Regions from separate parts of the Sus scrofa genome. Here region 2 is linked to region 1. A link is a contact called in public Hi-C data. All regions are on one chromosome and are shown on one strand. Each heading gives the region's core, a stretch centred on a gene start, on an enhancer-like site or on the middle of the called end of the contact. The rest is flanking DNA. Distances are from core to core; before and after follow the strand shown. Region 1 overlaps TTLL5 (tubulin polyglutamylase TTLL5). Region 2 holds the start of IFT43 (intraflagellar transport protein 43 homolog).

The links. A called contact is a pair of places that touch in the nucleus more often than the background predicts.
Region 2: a contact with region 1 is called in a Hi-C map of alveolar macrophages, with 3 times the contacts expected there. The contact joins the promoter of IFT43 here to the enhancer-like site in region 1. A contact is called at or near these places in 5 of 5 promoter capture datasets (fetal liver, fetal skeletal muscle, liver and 1 more), 30 of 47 Hi-C or Micro-C datasets (adipose tissue, alveolar macrophages, blood and 13 more) and 1 of 2 datasets of contacts at active chromatin or transcription factors (skeletal muscle).

Annotation. Positions count from the first base shown.
Region 1 is chr7:99,074,599-99,080,721 of Sscrofa11.1, reverse strand. TTLL5 (tubulin polyglutamylase TTLL5) reads right to left here. Exons shown (of 32, transcript XM_021099539.1): 31 at 3,177-3,258. Among named protein-coding and RNA genes, the nearest start is that of TGFB3, 76 kb to the left of the region's middle. Within about 2 kb of position 2,376, at least 2 of the 83 cell types and tissues checked have an H3K27ac peak or open chromatin away from gene starts, as enhancers often do. A contact at or near this core is called in alveolar macrophages, where this site is marked.
Region 2 is chr7:99,152,712-99,158,834 of Sscrofa11.1, reverse strand. It overlaps IFT43 (intraflagellar transport protein 43 homolog), which reads right to left and starts at 2,946. Exons shown (of 9, transcript XM_013978326.2): 1 at 2,587-2,946. It overlaps TGFB3 (transforming growth factor beta 3), which reads left to right and starts at 4,730. Exons shown (of 7, transcript NM_214198.1): 1 at 4,730-5,342. The coding sequence starts at 4,997.

The DNA.
Region 1 (6,123 bases), core at 1,127-3,626:
GGACTCAATAACTGAGTTAACTTGACCAGACAGGGCTAAATACCTTTCATAGTCAGTCTAGTGATTCCTATACAGGCAGAACTTCCCAACTCAGAGAGACGTGTAAACTTTTTGACTTATTATGGGGGTTGTTTTTCCCTCTTGTAGGTTTAAAGAAAAATGTTTTAAAAAGCAACCTAACCTTCTCCTTTTTATAGGATACTCTTCTGAACCCCTAGAAGAACACCTTTAAATCTATGTGTAATAGAGAAGAACATAATTTGTAGTTGAAATGCTGACGTGTCAGGGAGTTATTTCTAGCTTTATAAATAGTTCTAATAAGGTTAGTTATTATTATATTGCTAAGTGTTTTATTGGGAATGTGGAAAATGCCTGAGCCTTGCTACATCATGTTCATCAGTATTTCTTTAAGGATCAGGAACACCGGGAAAGTCACAGAAGAGAAATACGTTCGACGGACTTTTTAGAGGTCTAGAGTTATTTAGAGACAAAAGAAGAAGAACTTCTCCTTGCTCTGTTTTCTTTTTTTTTTTCTTTTTTTTTTTTTTTGTCTTTTTGCTATTTCTTTGGGCCGCTCCCGCGGCATATGGAGGTTCCCAGGCTAGGGGTCAAATCGGAGCTGTAGCCACTGGCCTACGCCAGAGCCACAGCAACGCAGAATCCGAGCCGCGTCTGTAACCTACACCACAGCTCACGGCAACGCCAGATCCTTAACCCACTGAGCAAGGCCAGGGACAGAACCCGCAACCTCATGGTTCCTACTCGGATTCGTTAACCACTGCGCCACGACGGGAACTCCTCCTTGCTCTGTTTTCATCACAAATTCAGTACAACTGTTATAAAAACTTCTAAGTAACGCCAACAATCAGTAAATATTAATTCATGATCAAGATGCTGAAAGCATGACCAACGTGGCCCCTCAAATTTCCCCCTTCCTCAGCCAGAGTGCATGCAAAGAGTTCAATTATGTACTTAATTTACCAATTAGACATGTAAATAAAATGAGCAGGCTTCCTGGATCTGCCAAGCTTTGTACACCTGTCCAGCCTCAGCAAATGTGAAGAGCTGCAGGGGCCCTCACTGCTGTATCTCATGGAGACCCTTGCAACCAGTCCCAGGTTATCTTAGCCACACTTCTCAGGCCGTACGAGTTCCAGGTGGAAATTTAACTTCCTTAAAAATAACTGCAGTGTTTTAGTAATTCTTTTGGGGTCCCCTGACGGGGGTAGACTATACACTCATCACAATCAGATGTATCTTTTTTTTTTTTTTTTTTTTTTTTTTTAAGTGCTGCACCCATGGCATATGGAGGTTCCCAGGCTAGGGGTCTAATCAGAGCTACGGCTGCTGGCTACAGCCACAGCCAGAGCCACACCAAATCTGAGCCGAATCTGCGACCTACACCATAGCTCATGGCAACGCCGGATCCTTAACCCACTGAGCGAGGCCAGTGATTGAACCCACAACCTCATGGTTCCGAGTCGGATTTGTTTCTGCTGCACCACGACAGGAACTCCCATCAGATATATTTTGAATTCAGATTCAAAAAGTTTAAGTGGAGAATAAAATCTACTCTTCTCATAGGATTATCTGACTCAGATGCAGTAATAGTGCCGTTCTCTTTATATTGCTTCCTTTGGCTCTCAGAGTAAGCCTATGATGCAGATGTAAGTAGCCTCATGATACCGTCAAAGTAATCAGACTCCTCAGCGAGCCTGGTCATTTTAAGGTGTACTGGGTCACACACACACCCCCTCGCAGCTGGGCCTTAAACTCCTTCACGGCTCCCCACTGCTCTCAGGAACAAGCTCCCTCCACGGCTTAGAGGCTGACCTTGTACCTCTACAGCCTCTTGCCACTCCCTGCTCATCCCTGGTCCCCAGCCACACTGACCCCTGAGGTCAGCACCAGCTCCCTTCCCACACTGTTCCACCCCACATCCCCAACTCTCCTGGCTGACCTGTCCATAGTCAGACTCCCGCAAAGATGCTTATTCCTCTAGGAAGCCCGCCCCAATCCCTAAAGCGCTTGGGCCAGGTTGCTTGGCTTCAAATACTGCCCCACCATTTACTAGCTGCGAGGTTTTACTTGTTTATTATTATTATCTTTTTCTTTTTTGGCCACCACGTGGCATAGGGACTTCCCTTTTGAGCCAGGTATCTGGATCAGAGCCGTAGTTGTGACCTACACTGCAGCCAGTGCAACACAGGATCCTTAACCCACTGTGCCGGGCTAGGGATCCAACTTGAGTCCCAGCACTCCAGAGACACCACTGATCCTGTTGCACCACAGTGAGAACTCCCAGCTGGGAGGTTTTAAGTGCATTTCATAATCTGTGCCTTTATTGCTTCAGCCATGAAATGGGGAACACAGCTCCTATATTATACGCCCATTTTGTGAACAAATGAGTTGTGACATGTAAAGCATTCAGGACTGTGCCTGACACATAGCAAGCGCTCAGCCAACTCTGTCTATTATTCTGAGTCCCCAGTGCCTGCTAGTCCCCCCTCCCAGGCTCCCCAGGGCAGGGGCTGTCTGGTTCACCTTACGTGCCTCAGTGCCCAACATGCTACTTTCTCAAGAAGGCTCAAAAATAAGTATTTGTTGAATTGAATCCAAGTGATTTGCTTTCAATTTTCTGAATAGCTATTTGAGTATTTTTCTAAATTATTATTCACAGAAAACTATCCCTGCACCTCCACTGAGAGGCCCTTAGCAACTACCTGGCAACAGACCGTGACATCAGCATGACAGGATGCACATCAGACCACAGCTCTGGATCTGCATCCATGGAGCATCTCCCACAGGCCCCTTGACTTTCTGAGCCTCTGATTCCTCATGCGGAGGGACGAGGTTAGACCTCACAAGGTGCAGTGAGGATTTAGCGAGAGACCCCACATGCGGAAAAACCATAGAAACAGTAAAACACCAGTCGAACAAGGCATTTTTACTAATTGCTGCAAACCTGCTGACATTCTACCAGACTGGGAAATTCCAAATATCCCAAACCAGTTCTGGAAAACCATTTACTCCTAAAATGTCGGTATCGTTTGAAAGAAGAAAGGAACAAAACACCCATTTGCCAATGCTTCAGAAACCTGGATGCTTCGTACTGTGGACTGGCGCTCTCTTCAGAGGCAGCCCAGCCCCTCCCCGCTGTCTGGCCTGGAACTCACCTGCGGAGCTGGTGATGGGCACGAAGGCTGCAGATTAAGGCTGCTCTGGAGTCCACTCAGCTGCCCTTCCGTGGAGGATCCTCTGAAACACAAGCAGCTTGTTAGAGCTGCAGAGAGAAAGCGAGGTCAAGTCCAGGCCCTCCAATGGCTCTGCCTCTTGCTCTCGGCATTGCTACTCATTCCCTTGCTTCTTTCAAGACCAGATGTCATCTCACGAGAAAGGACTTATACGATCAATCCATCCCCTTCTTCTGAAAGGTTATGTATCTGAAAACTGATTGTCCACCTCTCCACACTGGAATGTAGCTTCAAGAAAGCCCAGACTTTGATCACTACTGTGTCCCCAGTGTTTAGAACAATGCCTGGAACCTGAGACGCACTCCACCAATATTTGCTTATTAAATGAATAAATTAAGTTCTTGGTATTGACTTGGATAAATCATATCTTGTATGATACCACAAATGTCTCAGCATTACCAAATGCCCCTCGTGGGAGGGTGAGGGTAGCGGGCAAATCTGAGGATAGTGATTCTCTACTGGGGGAAGGAGGAGGGGCAGATTTGTCCCCTACTCTCACCCTCCCACAAGGGACATTTGGCAATTTCGAGGCACTTGTAGTTGTCATAGCTTGTGGAGCCTAGTGGGTCGAAGCCAGGAAAGATGCTACACCTTTCCTACAGAGCACTGGAAAGTGTCCCCAAACAAAGAAATGTTCTAGCCCAAGATGTCCATGGTGCCGAGGCCGAGAAACCGTTATTTGGGGGCAGCTGTCCTCATGCCACCTTTGGCAAGAGATAGGACAAAGAATATTAGACTCTTTGGGCACAGATCTCCCAGGCTCGTGTTTTAGAAATTCTATGACTACCTTGATGTCCTACAGACCATGCCAGGTTTCTCTGCTATAGGCTCTCACAGCTTTGTAATTCGTTCATTGCATTTATCAAAATTCTAAGACTGTGTAACTGGTTGCTTAATATCTGTCATTCTTGCTGGAATTATATGCTCCATAAAGACAGAGGTTGTTTTAATCTTATTCACTGTTCTGCCTGTAGCTCCCAATATTGCATTTTGTATACCTTAGGTATTTATTTATTTATTTATTTAGTCTTTTTAAGGCTGCACCCGCAGCATATGGAAGTTCCCAGGCTAGGGGTCTAATCAGAGCTGTAGCCTCTGGCCTATGCCACAGCCACAGCCATAGCAACGCCAGGTCCGAGAGATGCATCTGTGACCTACACCACAGCTCATGGCAATGCCGGATCCTTAACCCACTGAATGAGGCCAGGGATTGAACCCACAACCTCATGGTTCCTAGTTGGATTCGTTTCTGCTGCGCCATGACAGGAACTCCAATAAGCATTTTTTTGAAATAATCTGACCCACTGCCCCATGACAATACTTAATTGTTGGGCTCATCTATCTGATTTTAGCTGGTGTGTAAAAATTTTACCTGGGTGATTAAGGTTCTCATATACTCACTGCTTTATTTGTTGAGCAGCATTTACTCCAACCTTAGGCACCCTCTCCCAACACTATTTTTTCCATTTATTCACTCACGCAAAACATACTTATTAAGCATTCCCTGTGCTCAGTACCAGTGAGCAGGCAGACACTAGGCAACCACATAAGATATAAACTGTGATACATGCTAAGGAAAAGCAGCGCAGGGTGTTAGGAGAGAATGAAACAGGGAACCTGATTTAGATGGTGAGGAGAGTGGTCAAGGTTGGCCTTTCTGAGGAAATCATACTTTAGCCAAGTCATGAAGTGAGAAGCAGGCGTGAGCCCACAGTAGGGAACAGGGAAGAGCTTTTCACAGGGAAGAAATGGCCTATTTAATAATTCTAAGGGAGAAAGGGCCTTTGAATGGCCAAAGTGTGCGTGCGTGCGTGCGTGTGTATGTGTGTGTTGGTGGTGGTGGTGGTGAAGCAGTGTTCGCCAAATGTCCTTGACAGGAATCACCTGGTGTGACTTTCCAGGCCTTCCCTCGGAGCCTCTGACTCCGTGATCTGGGACAGGCCTTGAGAACCTAGGCATTTCATAGGAGCCCAGGGGTCCAGGGGGTTCGTATCACTAGAGAAGTGAGGGAAACACTGATTGGTGGGTACAGAGCAAGGTGGTTTGCGGAGCACTTAGAGAGCCTGGTGGTGGCTTAGGTGCCCAGGTGGTCCCTTCGCCCCCAGCGGACATCTGCCACTTGGGAAGACACCCCAACAGCAATGCAAGGATCACACTGCCTTACAGCCCTCCCCGTCTAGTGAGCTATGGGCTGGGCTCTACCCACTCCTTTCCACTTTTGAGGACATATGAACCACAGTGGCAAAAAAGGAGAGAAAGGAGCAGAGGGCTTCTCCCTTTACCTAAGCCTCAGCCTTGGAGAGCTACATCTGGAAGCTTTCGCAATTTATTGCAGCCACTTATGGACCCCAAAACACCATCCAAAGCATCTGTAGGCTGATCTTTGCTCTTCCAGGTCCAAGTGGAAAAGGAGACGTTCTGGAGGGCCTAGGTGAGTCCTTTCCTTTGTAGAAGTTAAAAAGCCAGAGGCCCGTTTGCTTGTGTTAGGAGCAGCTGAGTCAAGAAGCATCATGGGGCTCATCTCGGTGTCACAGAGGAAGCCCTGAGTATTAGCGGCAAAAAGGGAGGCAGGCAGGTACAATTTTGAAGGCAACAGAAGAAACCGAGGCAGGGAACAGGGAGCTACTGGCTGGATGTGACAAGTCCCCGGGGGTTCAGAGTGGACGCATTCCCTTCCTCCTCCCCTCTCTGGAATTCCCATCCCACCTTCCACCTTTACAGGCTTCCTTCTGTTCCTCACCCAGGACATCCTGCCCCTATGGCTCCTCTGTCTCCAGGTCCACTCACTCTTCCACCCTCCTCCTCCACAGGCCTTGGGAGCCACCACTGGCTCTGACTTTGAACATTTCTAATGGTTCTACTGTTTCTT
Region 2 (6,123 bases), core at 1,697-4,196, 78 kb before region 1:
TACTTAAAGGGCCCGCCGCATTGTTCTTGGATATGCTAACCTCCAGTTTAAACCAAATCTTTCTAAACCTTTTTTGTTTGACTTCTGGAAGAAATCTCCAGATCTTAAATTCTGCTAAGGGTGCTCCTGTGGTACAGTGAAAACTTTTAGTCCTTAGAAACTGCCTACATCTGTTCCAAATACATAAGTTAAGGGCCAAGCACTACTACTAGCAGTAGAGATTACCCCAATTCCTTCCATTTGTGCAGCTCTTTGCAATGTACAGAGGATCGTCACAGTTGCTAACTCATGTGAAGGGCATAACACCTTTGTGTGGGAAGCAAGATAAGGTGTATTGTCTCCACTGGGTAGATGAGAAAACAGGCACACAGAGGGTCAGGTGCTAATAAATGGTTTATAATGAAAAGTGCGATATATGTAATCTCTGCCTGAAGTTTACAGAGAGGCTGAACCAACACACCCAATACCTGAGTATTCATAATTTTCAAAACTACAAATAATCCCTCCAGCACCCTTTGAGGTGATCAAGGGCAGTATCTCTATTCAACAAGTAAAAATATTCAGGTGCAGGGCGGCGCCTTGAGGAAAATCACCTGAGTGTTAAACAGTAGAGCCAAGTGCCTTTCTTCCACCAGATTTTACTAAAGAACTTTCCTCTAGCACGTGTTCCTGGGTGCCACCCATTCTCCCAGGCCAGCAGAGGAAGATGGCCCTCAAACTCCCAGCCTAATGAGAAAAGTCAGTTGAGCCTTCATTAGCTCACCCTGTAAGACCCCCAGGTCAATATTACTGACCAGGCCTTGGTATTGGGGAACCCCAGCTTGGACCCCCAGATGGGCTTATCGCCCTGAAATTTGCAACCTACCCCACAGCTTCAGCAATGCTGGATCCTTAACCCACCATGCCGGCCAGGGATGGAACCGAGCCTCAGGAGTGACCTGGGCCGTGCGGAGACAGCAATGGATCCTTAACCTGCTGTGCCACCATGGGAACTCCTGAATTTTTCCATTTCTTGTGAGCTCTATTAAACAATAATCAGTATCAGGGCTGCAAAGAACAAAGAGCTTTATTGGAGGGCTATCTTAAGAATTGTTGGGAGACAGATTCTGGTAAAATCAAGAGTGTTCCAGGGAAAAGAAAGAGTCAGGGGCTTACAAAAGGCAAAAGTCATGAGGCTGTTCTCTGCTACTACGAGAAAGGAAATGTTTGTCCTTAAGGAATCACGAGTTACTTCCGAGTAAGGGTCTGATAAGTAGATAGGCTGTCACGAGTTATTGTAAGGTAGGGGTCTGATAAGTATCTTGAGTTTCTGGCAGATCTTCTGGATGCCTTCATTAGGACAATAAGTGGTCAAAAGGTCAGATTTTATCCAGGCTGAGACTTACATAATTCACACTCCCCCAGTGACCTTTTAGTTCCATTGTAGAGAGCTTTCTTAGCAAGAGCGACTCTATTTCTTTCTTTCTTTCTTTTCTTTACTTTTTTTTTTTCTTTTTATTTGCATTTTAGGACTGCACCTGAAGCATATGGAATTTCCCAGGCTAGGGGTTGAATTTGAGCTGTAGCTGCCAGCCTACACCACAGCCACAGCAACACGGGACCCAGGCTGCATCTGCAACCTACACCACAGCTCAGGGCAATGCCAGATCCCCGACCCACAGAACCAGGCCAGGATCGAACCTGCATCCTCATGGATACTAGTTGGATTCATTTTTACTGCACCCCAACGGGAACGCCTGAGACTCCATTTCTATCTTCTTCCACAGCTGCACCATCACCACCTTGGGGCCACTTTCCAAGCCTTCACTCCTACTTCTTCCCTGACTTCCTGAAAGCAAGAGGTGCTCACTGTGTGCAGAAAGAGGCCCTGGAGTAGTGTCTTCCAAACCTTGCACTGACTCACCTGCAAAGTTTGCTAAAAACAGATGTGAACTCTGATTTGCTAGAAGTGGAGCCCAGGCGGGTATAACTTCAACAATTTTCCCTCCTGTTTTGCAAGTATTTATTTAAAGGCCTCCACAAGGCCTTCTCAGATTTTAAACTGCAACATTTCCCCAACCTAGGCACTTCCTCTCCTCCTTCCCTGCTTTATTCTCCACCATGGCATGGACCTTTTACCATTATTACACTGCTTACACATTTATTTCATTTATTGCCTTCCCATTGCCCCACCTCCACCTCGAGAATATAAAGTCCATAAGGGAATGGCTTTGTTTCATTCACTGCTGCATCCACCGAGCCAGGAACAGGGCCTGGCATATAGTAGATATCAAAATATTTCTCAAATGAGAGCTGAATTCCAGAGGCAGTATAGCATAGAGTAGTTAAGTGCATAGATTAACTGGCCACAGATTTCCTGGGTCCACATCTCAGTGTTGACGCTCACTAACTATATGACCTAAAGTCATTCAAAATAATTTACTCTAGAAAAAAAAGTTGTTTTAATTTTTTAAAGTTTTATTGAAGTACAGTTGATTTACAATGCGATCATTTCTGCTGTAAAAAGCAAGTTACTTTAAGCTTTCTGCATCTAGGAATATTTCCCAAACCTGAAAGCCCTTGTTAAATATTACCACCACCACTCACCAGCGGTGTACGCTCGAAAATCGGTCCGTGCCTCCGTTTCCTCAGCTTAAATTGATCAGCCACTGCCCTGGGGAGGCTGAGAGCATCCCTTCAGTTAGCGGCCTAGGAACCAGGAGCAGAACAGGCCCTCGCAGGAAGGGTCAGGAAGGCTGGGGCGAGGCGGGATGGGGTGGCGGCGGGCAGCAGCACTGATTCCCAGGAAAGTGATCAATTCAGAGACATTCCTGAGTTGGCGGGGCGGGGGCAGGCGTTGTGGCTTGCCCTCCCTACGTTTTTGATGGGAAAAGACCTAGAAGCTTAGGCTGAGAAAAGGAACGAAAGTGGAGAGAAAACCTCCCCTCACCCATCTGGGAAATGGGCTCGGGCCAACTGCTGACTTTGCGCTCGCTGGCGCAGCTCCCCGCGGAACCCTCGGCGGGGAGGGAGGCCAGCAACATCTGGAGGACATTTCTGCGAGAGCCGCTGCAGAAGGGGCTCCGGGAAGGGAGAGGTGCACTTGTACGCACCTCGGGCCGGGAGGGAGCCTGTTCCCCAGGGCACCTGATCTTGTTTTCTGCACCCTCCTTCGCGGCCCCATCTCCCCAGGCCCCCAGCCTTACCCCCAAACCCTCCCGACCCCGGGGGAGCCCCCGTCACTGGCGGCCTCGCCTCGCCAGAGGGCACCCTCGATCTGCCGGAAAACGCCACCATTTTTCAATGCCCCTGGAGCGTCGCCAAGCTTCCGCGAGCCACCCGACTCCAATCTTGTCAATGAAGAATCGGGGCCAGCATCGCCGCGGAGCTGAACCCAACTCCAACCCCGCTCCCAGGCCGGGCGTCACCCCCACCGAGGGTGGGCACGGCCGCCCCTCCCACGCCCCGCGCCCCTCTCCCCCCGCCCCGTCCCTGCCTACGTCCCGCCAGGCCGGGGGGCGGCCGGGGACGCGGGGCCTGGGAGGGATCGAGAGACCGGCCGAGGAGGGGACGGACTGACAGCTGGCGAGAGGGCGAAGGAGTCGGGGGGGAGAAGGAGGGAGGGGATTCATCGGAGTAACTTTCCAGAAAAACAGTCAACGTGTAGCAGGAGTGACTCCAAGAGGGGAAAAAAAGTTCAGTTACCACGTCGATCGAGAGGACTCGCAAAGTATTTTTCAAACGGGCTCGGCTTTTCCTGTGCCTGTTTAAAACATTAAAATCGTGCAGCAAAAGAGGCTGCGTGAACTGGTCCCTCCCCCCCAATCCCCCACCTCCTTTGCCCCCCCCCCCGCCCCCGGGCCAGAAACGTCATGGGAGGGAGGTATAAAATTTCAGCAGAGAGAAATAGAGAAAGCAGTGTGTGTGCATGTGAGTGTGTGAGAGAGAGGGAGAGGGAGAGGGAAGCTAGAGGGAGAGAAAGGGAGGGAACCAGAAAGCCAAGTCCAAGGGAATGAGCAAGAGAGGAGGCGAGAGATAGGGGAAGAAGCATGAGAAAGAAGGAGTAACAGCTTTCCGGAGGAGGCATGCAGTGAACCAACCGGCTTCTGTTTTATTCTTCTTTTCCTTTTTATTTTTATTTTTTAAGAAGCAGGGACCAGAAGCAATGGCCGAGGGAGAAGACAAGCCGAGGTGCTGGTGACCTGGGCGTCCAAGTGGATTATTGGGGCTACTCTCCAGGGGCTGTCCCCTTGCATTCCAATTGCACATAAGCCCGCATCCCAGCCAATGAAGATGAGAGGCAGCATGAACAAAGTCATTTAGAAAGCCCCCGAGGAAGTGTAAACAAAAGAGAAAGCATGAATGGTGTGCCCGAGAGACAAGTGTGTCCTGCGCTGCCCCCACCTTTAGCTGGGCCAGCAGCAGCCTAGCCCTGCCTCTCCCCACCTACTCACTGGGATCCGACTTTTTAAAAAAAAAATTTTTTTTCTTTGCTTTTCCATCCTCTTTTCTTATTCTCCTTCAGGGCAACGCAAAGATTTTGATTTTTGGGACCCAGCCATGGTCCTTCTGCTCCCTCTTTAAAATACCCACTTTCTCCCCATCGCCAAGCGGCGTTTGGCAATATCAGATATCCGCTCTATTTATTTTTACCTAAGGAAAAACTCCAGCTCCCTTCCCACTCCCAGCTGCCTTGCCACCCCTCCCAGCCCTCTGCTTGCCCTCCACCTGGCCTGCTGGGAGTCAGAGCCCAGCAGAACCTGTTTAGACACATGGAGAAGAAACCCAGAGCTTCAAGGCACACAGTCGGCTTCTTCGTGCTCAGGGTTGCCAGCGCTTCCTGGAAGTCCTGAAGCTCTCGCAGTGCAGTGAGTTCATGCACCTTCTTGCCAAGCCTCAGTCTTCGGGATCTAGGGAGGCCGCCTGGTTTTCCTCCCTCCTTCTGCACGTCGGCTGGGGTCTCCTCCTCACCAGGCCTCGCAGCCCCCGGGCCTCTCTCCCCGGCTCACGCATGAAGATGCACTTGCAAAGGGCTCTGGTGGTCCTGGCCCTGCTGAACTTTGCCACGGTCAGCCTCTCCATGTCCACTTGCACCACCTTGGACTTCGACCACATCAAGAGGAAGAGGGTGGAAGCCATTAGGGGACAGATCTTGAGCAAACTCAGGCTCACCAGTCCCCCCGATCCATCGATGTTGGCCAACATCCCCACCCAGGTCCTGGACCTTTACAACAGCACCCGGGAGCTGCTGGAGGAGGTGCACGGGGAGAGGGGAGACGACTGCACTCAGGAAAACACCGAGTCGGAGTACTATGCCAAGGAAATCTATAAATTCGACATGATCCAGGGGCTGGAGGAGCACAGTGAGTCCAAATTCCCGCTGGGGTGTCTGCTCTGGAGGGTCTGACCGGGAGTAGGGCGCTCCACAGAGGGGGGCCTGGCGGTGGCCACACAGCGGGGTGCCCAGGGTTCGAGGCCCCAGGGCTCCGGAGGTATGATGCGCAGCCAGAGGGCTGGGGAGGTGGGTGGGAAGAGGCAGAGGGACCTTCCTGGTAAGAGCTGGGTGCTGCTGGGAGGCCGGGAGCCCTGCAGTTGAGCGGCCTGCTAAACTCCCATCCCATCATTGACCGATTTTAATTCGGAGGGATGTGGTGCTGTCGCGTTAACACATGCGCTGTGGCATATGGGTCAGATAGGTATCTGTGAGCCTGTGGATGCCGCAGAGGGACCGGGCTGCTCTCTCCTAAGAGAGCCCTTGCAGTTCTATGAGGCTGGGGACCTCGGTCTGCCCCCTGCTTTTCACACCTCATTGTGACACGTCTCACGCTCGGTTTGTCCACAGCTGGGGACAAAGAGTATACTTGCCCCAAATTAATGCCTGTCCAGTTTTTTGAAGCCCAGGCAAGAGACAGCTTCTAGCTGTCTAGGCCTTTCAGTCCACGCGACACATGTGACCCACGTGAGCTGTGTGGGGGAAGGGGATGCACCTCTGTTCACGTGTACATGTGCTTTCAAGCGATGTGGAGCTCTGGCTTTGCACAGAAGACTGATTCATGTGTGCAGTATGGGCGTCTTCCAGGCCTGTGGACATGGAGAAAGCAGGGATGTGGCTCTGGATGTGTAGACGACGCTGGCAGCCCTTTT